Linked DNA regions of Sus scrofa: all the other regions are linked to region 1. The links are chromatin contacts, called in public Hi-C maps. All regions are on one chromosome and are shown on one strand. The core of a region is the stretch at or near the end of the contact, and the rest is flanking DNA. Distances in the headings are between cores, read along the strand shown. Region 1 has its middle 100 kb from the start of GATA6. Region 2 overlaps GATA6 (GATA binding protein 6). Region 3 has its middle 190 kb from the start of GATA6.

Region 1 (3,545 bases), core at 738-3,237:
GTAAGCTGGAGGCTAAGAGGACGGGAAGGCACAGGAGAGGATTCTGGAGGCTGAAGGCTATGAGAGGATGGCCTCCTGACATGGTCCTGGGCACCTGCCATTCCCTGCCAGGAGGCCATGCCTGGTGGCTATTTCACAAAACTCCAATCGTCCTCATGTCACCTAGCAGAACTCCCTGACTGATAGAAATCCGGTACCCACTGATCAGGAGCCAAAAATTCACTATTTGGGAAGAAGACAATGTTCCTAGGAATCAGAAGAGACTTCTCTAGTTACTTCCCAGCTTTCTGATGATCTGATGACCAGATCAGGCCTTGAAATGGCAGTAAGTGGCCACTTAAAGAGGCCTAGCCTGAAACTTCCTCCTCGCCTTTCTTTCTCCACAGTCCTGCCCTCATCTTTTTCTTTTTCTGTCCCAGTATCTTGAGTGCTGTTCATCTTTGCCAACTGTATAAGTTTTCTATTGCTGCTATAACGAATTACCCCAAACATAGCATGGGGAAGATTCTGCTTCCAAGCTCATTCAGATTGTTGGCAGAATCTACTTCCTGGCGGTTGTAAGACTGAGGTCCATTTCCTTGTCAGCCATCAACCCAGGCCTTTCTCTCCCTCTGGGGCTGCCCACCTTCCTTTGCTGGTCATCTTCTTCATCTTGGAGGCAGCAGTGGTACATTCTTCCCCATGCTTTAATCCCTCTGCCTTTTCCTATCATCATCTTTTGTCACCAGTTGGAGAAAATTCATTGCTTTCATAGGCCCATGTGACTAGGTTAGACCAGCCTGGATTATCTCCCCCTCTTGAGGTCAAGGTGCCATGTAATATAACATGATGTGATCATTCAACACATTCTCAGGTTCTGGGCATTTGGGTGTGGAATCTTGGAGGCTGTTCCTAGAAATCCTGCCACTCCCATACCCCCAACCAGCAGAGTAAAATTAGATGAAATGAACCAGCCAGAGCAGCCTGCAAAGGTGTGCCCCCTTTAGCTCCAGCCATTAGGAAGGAAGCCATGAACCATCTGTGTTCATTTGGTGACACAGTGGAGCCATGCCATTATCACAAGGCTTTTAAGTAGTAAACTTACTTGGTTTAGCAACTTCGAGAACATTTAGTAATTCTTTCAAATTAAAAAAACTAAAAGGTGACCAGCCCAGTGGTGGATTTTCCTTTTTTTTTTGGATTCTTTACATATTTGTTTGTTTTTCTGCTAAGCTCTCAGCTCTCTTTTAAAAACTTGCTCTTGCTAAACGGAAGCTCAGTATAAGTAACACTGTGAAAAGTTAATTATTTTCAGCTAAACACTATGGAACCAAGCAATAAAATTCAGGAAAGTGGCCTATTTAAAAACCCATGGCCTTGTCTAAACCTCTGAGTGTCAATAAATAGCTTCCCAAGCAGGTGGAACACTTTGCTTGGCTATGGACAGAGGCCTGGTGTCCTTCAGGGGACAGAGGCCTGGTGTCCTTCAGGGGACCTGGATACCTGGGCTCTGCAGTCACATTCTATTAATGCCTCATTAGACCAGCTATTCAAGCCCTTGTCTTTACATGTTATGTGTTTGGTGAGGGGAGAGACAGATGCCAGTTTCCCAAGACGGAAAAAAAAAAAGCAACTGGAAAAAAGGAAATGGCAGATCGTCAATGAGATAGCTTTTGTTTCAATTTTCCCTCCTTTGTTTTCTTTTTAAGCCCTCTGTGAATTACCGTACTTTCCCTTTTGGTATTTTGGGCCATAGATCTCTGCGTTAACCTGAACTCCATTTTTTTTTTTTTTCTCTTTTCCCTAATTGTCATCTGGAAAATACCCTCACACCTGACTGCCTCATTCTAATGGGACTCAGCGTCCAATTCCAGATTGATTTACCGAGGGACAGTGGCGTGGTCCCATGGCTCGAGTCCCAGACTGGAAGCCAGGAAAGCTGGGCCCCTTTCCCAGGCCGGTTCCCCACGCCTGGGCAGTGCCTCGGGGTCCCTGCTAAGCTGCACTGGGCCTGCGCGAGCGCGGGTGCTCACAGGAGATAAGCAAAGGGCGGCCATTGTGGGCGTGCGGTTCCCGGCTCTGCTGCGAACTGGCCACGTGACCTTGGGCTCAATCAGGATTCCTATCTCTCAGCCTCAGTTTGCTCTTTCGTAAACTGGGGAAGAGGATATTTACCTTCTCGTGTGAGGAGCCCGAAGATGACGAATATCATCTGGACTGTGCCTTTCGGTCTTGGCGGGGCTCAGGGCAGGCAGGATGTGGCCAGTGGCCCTCTAGGACAAGGCGGGGACCCCAGCTGCAGCTCCGGGGAGGGGGGCGGGGGGTGCTCCTGACACCGGCGGGCCTGTGGAGCAGAGTGGCCGCCAGAGCAGAGGGCAGGGGAACCACAGGCGGGGGCAGGTGGGCAGGCCCGGCGACTCAGGTGAAGACACCCATGTATAGGGCTGCCACCTGGGGGGTCTCCAGGGGGAATGCGCGTCCTCACTTTAGCGCCCTGTCCTGGTACTTTCCCAGATGTTTTCTATGTATTTTTTTTTCTAGCACGGATGGCTGTGATTTAAAAAAAAATACATGGTGAGATAAAAGAGCTGTGGACTTGGATTCAGATGAATGGGATCCTAGATTTGAGTTTTGCTTTTTCCGATTCCGTGACCTTGGCTAATTGCCTGAGCTCCTGCTGCCTCAGTTTCCTCATCTGTAAGATGCGCACAGTGATATCGGCCCTGCTGACGTCCCTGGTTTTGCTGTGAGAAGCATGTACATAAACCACAGTACACGGGTGTATTTTGTAGGCTTTAGCGGGTGTGCTCTCATGATATGGCTTCTGTTTTCTCATAGGACGTTTTAAGGACAGCTAAACGAAAGTGGCAGTTGGGTGTAGACATTGGAAGAAGACCTTGGCGTGTTCCCTGTCCTCTGAGGGAACAAGGTCAGATGAAAGAGCAGCTGAGAATGAAGAGGGTGTTACGAGGGGCCCGCCCCTTCCTTGATTTCTCCTACTAATGGACATCTATGTTTCCACTCAGAATTCCCATTCATTTGTCAGGTACAAGGCCAGATACCAAAATAGCACTTGTGTAGAGCTGGAACTATTAGGGCTCAATTGTTTCTGGGCTTTACTTCTTTCTCTCAACCCCACCTCCCTCAGAGTGTCTGCAGACGTGTCAAGGATGTAGTACAGGCCGGCTGATGGTGCTCAGAGACGGTCCAAACATTACACACGGAGACAGGAATTTCAGAGATGTTCCAGGGCACGGGTGCAAGCCTCACTCTCCTGGCAAGCTGATCGCCCTGTGCCAACATCCATGGGGGCTAAAGCCCTACGTGCTGCAGAAAAAGGAGGCCAGTTCGACAGATGTTCGACTTTACATGAAGGATTTCGTAGACATTTCTCTACTCGTGATGGATGCCATAGGTCAGCAATTGGAAATTCATCACTTACACTTGCCAGCAAATTCTTTTTCGTATACACACAGGGGTTTTCTAATAGACATTGCCCTTGAGTTTCATGTGCTTTAACAGCTGCATCTAAATAATGTCGGGGACGCTGAAAAACGTCCCTTTGA
Region 2 (3,545 bases), core at 338-2,837, 84 kb before region 1:
GAGGTTCCCAGGCTAGGGGTCTCATCAGAGCTATAGCTGCTGGCCTATACCACAGCCACAGCAATGCAGGATCCAAGCCGCGTCTTCGACCTACACCACAGCTCATGGAAACTCCATATCCTTAACCCACTAAGCAAGGCCAGGGATCCAATCCTCCACCTCATAGTCCCTAGTCGGATTTGTTTCCGCCGCGCACACGATGGGAACTCTGGGGGAGTTTTCTTATTTATGAGATAGTGGACGAAGGCAGGCAGGGAACTAGCTTCTGTCAGGTGACTTTTATGTGCCAGGTGTTTCGTGTACCTTTTAAATTCCCGATTATCACTCTACAAATGAGGTGTTTTTATTTCCTTTTTCCATTTGGGGGAGTGAGACTCAGTAAGAATAGGCCCAAGGCTATGTACCAGATTTAGAGGCTGGATTTGGACCCAGGTCTGGCAGAGTCAGAGCCAATGTTTTTATTACTAAGGCACACTGGATTACTATATGATAGAATATGTGATGTTGAAGTCTTTAGAGAGAAGAAATAACATTTCCTCAAAGAAATCTAATTTTGGTTAGCTATTTCAGTATCAAATATAGCCATGAAAATAACATCTGAAAAGTGATTTGCTTATAACCAAACATGTAAGGAGCATTGTATATATGAATTTTCTTCTTAAACGTTATACTTACTGATATAATACTTTATAGTTCTAGGGCTTTGCTAGTTGGATAATAGAAAAGATAATAGGTAGTAAAGCTTACTGTTAATGTGAAGATAAAAAGTCTCCTTTAAAATGAGAGTTTTTGTGTGGCTTAGCAGGTTAAGGACCTGGCATTGTCACTGCAGTGGCTTGGGTTGTTGCTGTGACTGACGCAGGTTCGATCCCTGGCCTGGGAACTTTGGTGCAGCCAAAAAATGAAAAAAAAAAAAAAAAAATTCTCCCTTAAAATATGAAATACAGATTGTGGTACTAAAATCCTCCTGATGGTGTTATTTAAACCCATACACACTAAGTGCTAGTTAGTTGGAACTTTCAGAAATGTCCAACTTGCCTTTGATTTTTTTTTACAAAATCATTAAAAATGCATTTCTTAAGAGGAAAGTGTCCATTTTCTCCCCAGAGTTTATAGTCCAAGATATCTTTTACTAAATTAAAAAAGCAGAAAGGCATTAATCTCCCACGAGGGTCTGTGAGCGTTGCATTTAGGTATTATTATCGCCTCATTTATAAACCAGGATCCAGAATGACTCCAGAAGGTCACAAACCAAGTCCGCGTTGAAGCCCGGGCTGGAACCGACGTCTCCCACCGCTCCCAGGGAGTCAGCCAATCATCACAGTTATTAATATCCCACTTGCCACTTGCTGCAGGCCATGAACATAAATATTTTGTTGGCATTTTATCTTCATGCTCCTTACGTGCCAGGCTCCCTTTCTTCTTTCACAGCCCCTTCTAATAACTCACTCACGTTCCTTGTCTGACCACTTTGGCCTTCGCCACGAAAGTCACACGTCACCCTGGCAGGGAATGTTGAAGCGTGTAGAGTTTGCATACTTTCACTTTGCTCTGAAGGCCTTTTCTAGACTTCAGTCTTTTTTTCCTTGTGCGCGTGCATGTGTGTGTGTGTGTGCACGCGCGCGCGTGTGTATGTCATGGGGAATGGAGCGCGTGTGTATGTCATGGGGAATGGTGAGTAGCTAGAAATACATTTGCTACATTAATATCCAATGACTGTATGTATACTGGGAAACAGTAAAACTGTATTGCTCTGTAAATAGTTTATAATAAATGTGGCCACCCAATTTATCACAGGACTGTGGTTTGTTTAATAAGTGACTCATTATCACAATCTAAAAGCCAGAATTCTAGGTAATTTAAGTGTAAGCAGAGTGTTACTCATCTTTTCATATGACCTCAGGTTAGAAGGCTACATTTAAGAATACAACCTTGCTTTGTGGATTACAGATACTTTGCAAACCCTCCCCTGCTTCTATAAGAATATACAAAATTGTCACAAAACATGAAATAACGTTACGGGAAGACGTGGCCAAATTTTAAGAAATCTGGCTTAGAATGCTCTGAAATGTTATTGCTAAATGAATCTTCGAAGAAAATGAATTCCTTTACTGGAACAAAAGTAATTTATTATGCATTTCATGGGTGTCTGCCAAAAGAGTTACTAGCAATATGAAGATCTAATGGATATGAATTAAATACAATCTCTTAGCTCTGTGTTTCGACCTATCTGTTAATTGTCTCTGAAATTTCAATAATTTTAAAAAGCATCTCCCAAGACAGGTGTTGACATATGTGATCATTCATAATTCAGCTACCTGTCTTGGTAGGATAGCAGAGACTGTGAGCCAGAGCATGAAGAGATTGTTTTACTGGCCTCAGATTTTAAGAAAAGTTTGAACAAATATCAGGTGTTGATTTCAATGTCCTGTTGGAGTCTTTGGGGTAAACAGTTCCAAGTCATTATCTGACAATGTCTAAATGATAATTTCCGTGCTGTACTGCCCCTTTGGGTAGTTTTTAGCATGGCATGGCTTCTCCAGAGCTGGTGCACATGCTCTAGAATTGTATGTTTATCCTCTTAAACACACATACTTCTAATTTAAAGCTCTCGTTAGGTTTAGTCACTTGATTCATGGTGAAGCCTGAATGTGGGCTGAAGTTTTTTCTCGGGGCTTCTCAGATTAGCAGCTAGATGGAAACAGTCAGGCAGCCCGGTGCTAGCCCCAGCTCTATGTGTGACTGTAGCAGGCTGCCAAGGTTTTGTAAAGCCTCTGTTTTCCTCCTCCTACTAAAGGGGAAAAGTAATTTCTACCATCTGGTCCTTAGGAGTAGCCTAAGTGGGAGATGCCTGCTGACCACTTTGAAGCTGAAGAATAGCACTGTTTTAAATAGGACTTTGGACATTAATAGCAATGTGCTTTATTTGCATGGCATTTTTTTCATCCCAAGGCACCAATCCTTACTTTCTTTCTTAATGCAGGGGGTGGGAGTGGATTTAGAGATATAAAGCTATTGTGTCAAAATTACCATATTTAATTACTTTTATTTCCCTGATAGCAACAATTTTTCATTCATTATGATTCTTAGCACTTCATACTGCTTTCTTGTAAATGTGGCTTGGTTGTTGGACCAGGTGCAGTTTTTCTAGTAGAGATGGCCAGACGAGGATGCTCATCCAGGCTCCTGAAACCGCCCCCCCCTTAAAAATTTTTTTTTAATTTTTAGGGTTGCACCCATGGCATATGGAAGTTCCCAGGCTAGGAGTCGAATCGGAGCTGCAGCTGCCGGCCCATACCACAGCCACAGCAACTCAGGATCTGAGCCGCATCTGCGACCTATGCCACAGCTCGCAGCAGTGGCAGATGCTGAATCCACTGAGGGAGGTCAGATCGAACCCGAATCCTCACCTAAAAAGCCAGTTTTTAAAAGTTAGGTTCATAATCCACCCGGTTTTAAATCTTGCCTCTGGATCTTTTAATCACTTATTTGAATAGAATAAAGTCATCTATTTTGACTCATGTCAGAAGATAAATTTTTTCTTT
Region 3 (3,545 bases), core at 658-3,157, 84 kb after region 1:
ACACAGCAAAGAAACAGAAATGAATTTAGAGCAGCACTTTGAACTCCTACACTCTCCTGCCTCTCGTATGTCTTCATACGGAAAAGTCAGTGGCAAAACCAATCAAGACATTTCATAAGATCTATTAAATAATTTGGAGAAAAGCTACTAGGAAGGGGATATTTGGTATGAACTCGGCACCCCAGCCTCAAAATGGCCCCTCATTTAGATAGGTTACATCACCTCCAATTTGAGGAAGGGACAAAGAAACTCAAAGAAGGGGAGTAATTTTGTTAAGGTCTGGGCTTTTCCTCTGCACACCAGCTTATGCCCATGTGTGGGTACATACGTGCGTGTGTGTAGGAAGGAGGGAAACAGACAAGTCCACTTAGGATGAGTAGCAAGAAATGAAGTCTTTTGTTTACTTTTTAAATATTTATTTATTTATTTATTTAGTCTTTTTGCCTTTTCTAGGGCCGCTCCCGCGGCATATGGAGGTTCCCAGGCTAGGGGTCGAATTGGAGCTGTAGCCCCCAGCCTACGTCACAGCCACAGCAATGCGGGATCCAAGCCGCATCTGCAACCTACACCACAGCTCATGACACCGGATCCTTAACCCACTGAGCGAGGCCAGGGATCTAACCCTCAACTTCATGGTTCCCAGTTGTTAACCACTGAGCCATGATGGGAACTCCACGTCTTTTCTTTAATAACCTGTCATCCTCCTTAAACTCATATCAAGTGACTGCAGCTGCTGGGGTGTCCCTGAAAAAGGAGAGATGGGGTGGGTGGGAATGACTGTGGTGAGCCTCAGGGGTCAGGGGCTCTGGGGACTGTCCCTGAGGACAGATAAAGTCTGGATGGTGGCAGCTGAAGGGGCACAGGCTTGGCAAAAGGCTGGACTCTTAATCAGCATGGAATAGCACCACTTGTAGGCACCACACAATGTCGTTTCTAAATCCTCTCCCCACACTCAGACAGCAGCATGTAGCTCTAGGTCTCGACTGTTGAGAAAAATTTTTGCTAAGATAGGCCCATGTGAATCAACCTCAAGTTCAGAGTCCTGCTCTCCCTGCAAGGGACTTAACCCCACAGAGGAGAACTGTTCCACATGCCAGGCTCATCTGTCTTGTCTGCTTGTCAGAGCCTCGCAGAAGCTCAGGGTGAAGAAATGTCCTGTTCCAACCTTCAAACAACGGAGAGCGTTTCTCCAGCCACCTTCACCACCTCAAGCTGTGGTGCAGTTGCAGAGAAACCTGACAAGTTCCTTCAAAACTGGAAACAGGAAGCGGCCACACATGAAATTTTGGACTCCTGAATGTGAGTTAATACATCAAGCAGCTGTACTGAATGTGACCATGAACTGGTGTTCCTCTGAATGCACTTAATAGCACAGCCAAATTTGAACTTCCTGTATTCCCCTGCAAGCATCCTTGCAAATCTGGCCTCTCGGTGACGTGGGTGAGCTGAGCATTTTTAGGACTTGGGGACATTGTGTTAAAGTGGAGGCAAAGAACATGATAGAGAAGAATGATGTATAAGAACAACAAGGTGACCCAGGAAGAGAGATGAGCCCTTCTAACATTGGAGACTGACTCTGAGAAGAGCATGAGGGTTCCTACCATTACATAAGAATAGGAAATATTTTGTAGGAGACTTAGTAACGTAGTAACTATTGAGCATTCTAATGCAGCGTATCCAGATGAGTGTGGGAATTGGTAGCTGTTGAAAGCAAGGTCCTGATTTGTAGATTTACAGCAACCTCTCATTGGCCAAAGAGATGGACCATAGCTGGCTTGTTTAGGGAAAGCAAGGAAATGTTTGAGGGATCTTCAAAATCCTTGGGCTAAAAGTCCATATGAAACACTATTCAGGCAACTTCCTCGAGGCTAGGAAGTCAGTTAGTTTTGTATTTCTGCCAGTTCTAGAAATAAATACAATACCTTGCATCTTATTTAAGCCTATGATCTCACTCTGCCCTTCACAACAGCCCCGTGAGGTAAGTGGCCCATAATCTTCTTGACGTCTGTTCTGCGGATGAAAAACAGTCAGAGGGAGATTCAGGGGCTCGATTCCGGCTTCCAGGTTGTTTCTCCATGGGGCCTGGGGCCCAGGTCTTCTGACAGCCCTGCGGCTATGTCTCCGCCAGTCACACAGAATAACCTGCTCAGTTGTCACATAGTAAATGCAGGGTGTGTCTAAGAATGGTGGGGGTGCTGGTAATAGCTGAGTGTGGGGGTGAAGAAAAGATAGTGGAGGACACCTGGAGATGATATTCTGCTTCTTCCCAGGGCGAGGATAAAGGTTGAAACATGAACATGGGGCCCGTGGGGGTTCCCTCCCATCACAGGCTCCTTTCCCTTGTCCCCGGAGCTGTCTCTGGGTGAGGATAAGCACCGTGATTCATGAGTTGCTAAAGACTTCGGAGGAAACTACTCTTATATAAACACCACTGATGTGGAATAGCTGTAGAGATCCAATTATTCAAAGTTGACTTTTATTGTACTTTCCAACTGAATTTGTTGTCATTCCTCATCTCTGTCCCTTTCCTTTAGTTGAGAGGTTTTTTTTTTCTTTTCTTTTCTTTTTCTTTTTTTGCAAACACTCCTATCTCGGTAGCTTCATATAATTAGAACTGACTGTCTTGCTTGCCTCACATTGAAAATGAGTGTTTCTGGGAGTTCCCTGGTGGCTCAGCGGGTTAAGGATCTGGTGTTGCCATTGCTGTGGCATGGGTTTGATCCTTGGCCTGGAAACGTCTGTGTGCCATGGTATGACAAAAAAAAAAAAAAAAAAAAAAAAAAAAAAAAGAAAGAAAGAAAATGAGAGTTTCTGAGCAGTGTGCACTGATGATGGGCAGGCATGTCTGTCAAGTTGGGGCTCCTCATGCACCAGAGGCCTCTGGGATCACCAAGCGCATTTCCATCAAGCCCGCAGGAGTAAGAAAAGCCTGCAGCACTGCAGGTGGAAAGGCTGCCATGGGCCCTTTTGGAAATGATACCTGCCACTTCTGCTTAGATCCATTGTCTAAAATTTGGTCACAGGTACACACCTACCTATGGCGCATGCAGGGAAGACATCCTGATTTGTGCCAGGAAAGAAGGGAATGGGTTTGAGAAAAGCCAGCAGCTGTACCCCACTGTTTCTTCACATAGGTGTTTTTCTTAACAGAGCAGTGCTAGGCCATGAGCTTGGACCCAAAATCAGAATGTGCAGGGTGACTACCTGGATGGATGAACCACTTATGTGGAGTAAGTCCAAGTATAGCAGAGATGCCTCTACTGTAAATGCACTCTTTTAGGTTGAAAAAGGTTTTCAAATAATCAAGCTCGTGAACTAAAACACAGGAAAAATGAACAGGCAAAAAGAAAGAGAAATGCCTATAGGGAACCACTATTACCATTTGATACATTTTCTTGCAGTCAATAGTTTTGAGAATATTTTTAAATTAAAATAGTTTTATTTAAAATCCATTTCCAAACTTTCTGTTTATTGACATTTAAACACAGACTTTACGTGATTGCAGTAGGGGATGACAGTAATTTTTTTTTCTTTTTACAGCCGCA

What was found. A called contact is a pair of places that touch in the nucleus more often than the background predicts.
Region 2: a contact with region 1 is called in a Hi-C map of heart right ventricle, with 4 times the contacts expected there. The contact joins two enhancer-like sites. A contact is called at or near these places in 2 of 47 Hi-C or Micro-C datasets (fetal heart ventricle and heart right ventricle).
Region 3: a contact with region 1 is called in a Hi-C map of fetal heart ventricle, with 3 times the contacts expected there. The contact joins two enhancer-like sites. A contact is called at or near these places in 3 of 47 Hi-C or Micro-C datasets (fetal heart ventricle, heart right ventricle and skeletal muscle).

The regions. Positions count from the first base shown.
Region 1 is chr6:107,384,859-107,388,403 of Sscrofa11.1, forward strand. No RefSeq gene overlaps it. Among named protein-coding and RNA genes, the nearest start is that of GATA6, 100 kb to the left of the region's middle. Within about 2 kb of position 1,988, at least 7 of the 83 cell types and tissues checked have an H3K27ac peak or open chromatin away from gene starts, as enhancers often do.
Region 2 is chr6:107,301,369-107,304,913 of Sscrofa11.1, forward strand. The region is part of intron 5 of GATA6 (GATA binding protein 6); the gene reads left to right. Among named protein-coding and RNA genes, the nearest start is that of GATA6, 19 kb to the left of the region's middle. Within about 2 kb of position 1,588, at least 19 of the 83 cell types and tissues checked have an H3K27ac peak or open chromatin away from gene starts, as enhancers often do.
Region 3 is chr6:107,468,739-107,472,283 of Sscrofa11.1, forward strand. No RefSeq gene overlaps it. Among named protein-coding and RNA genes, the nearest start is that of GATA6, 190 kb to the left of the region's middle. Within about 2 kb of position 1,908, at least 5 of the 83 cell types and tissues checked have an H3K27ac peak or open chromatin away from gene starts, as enhancers often do.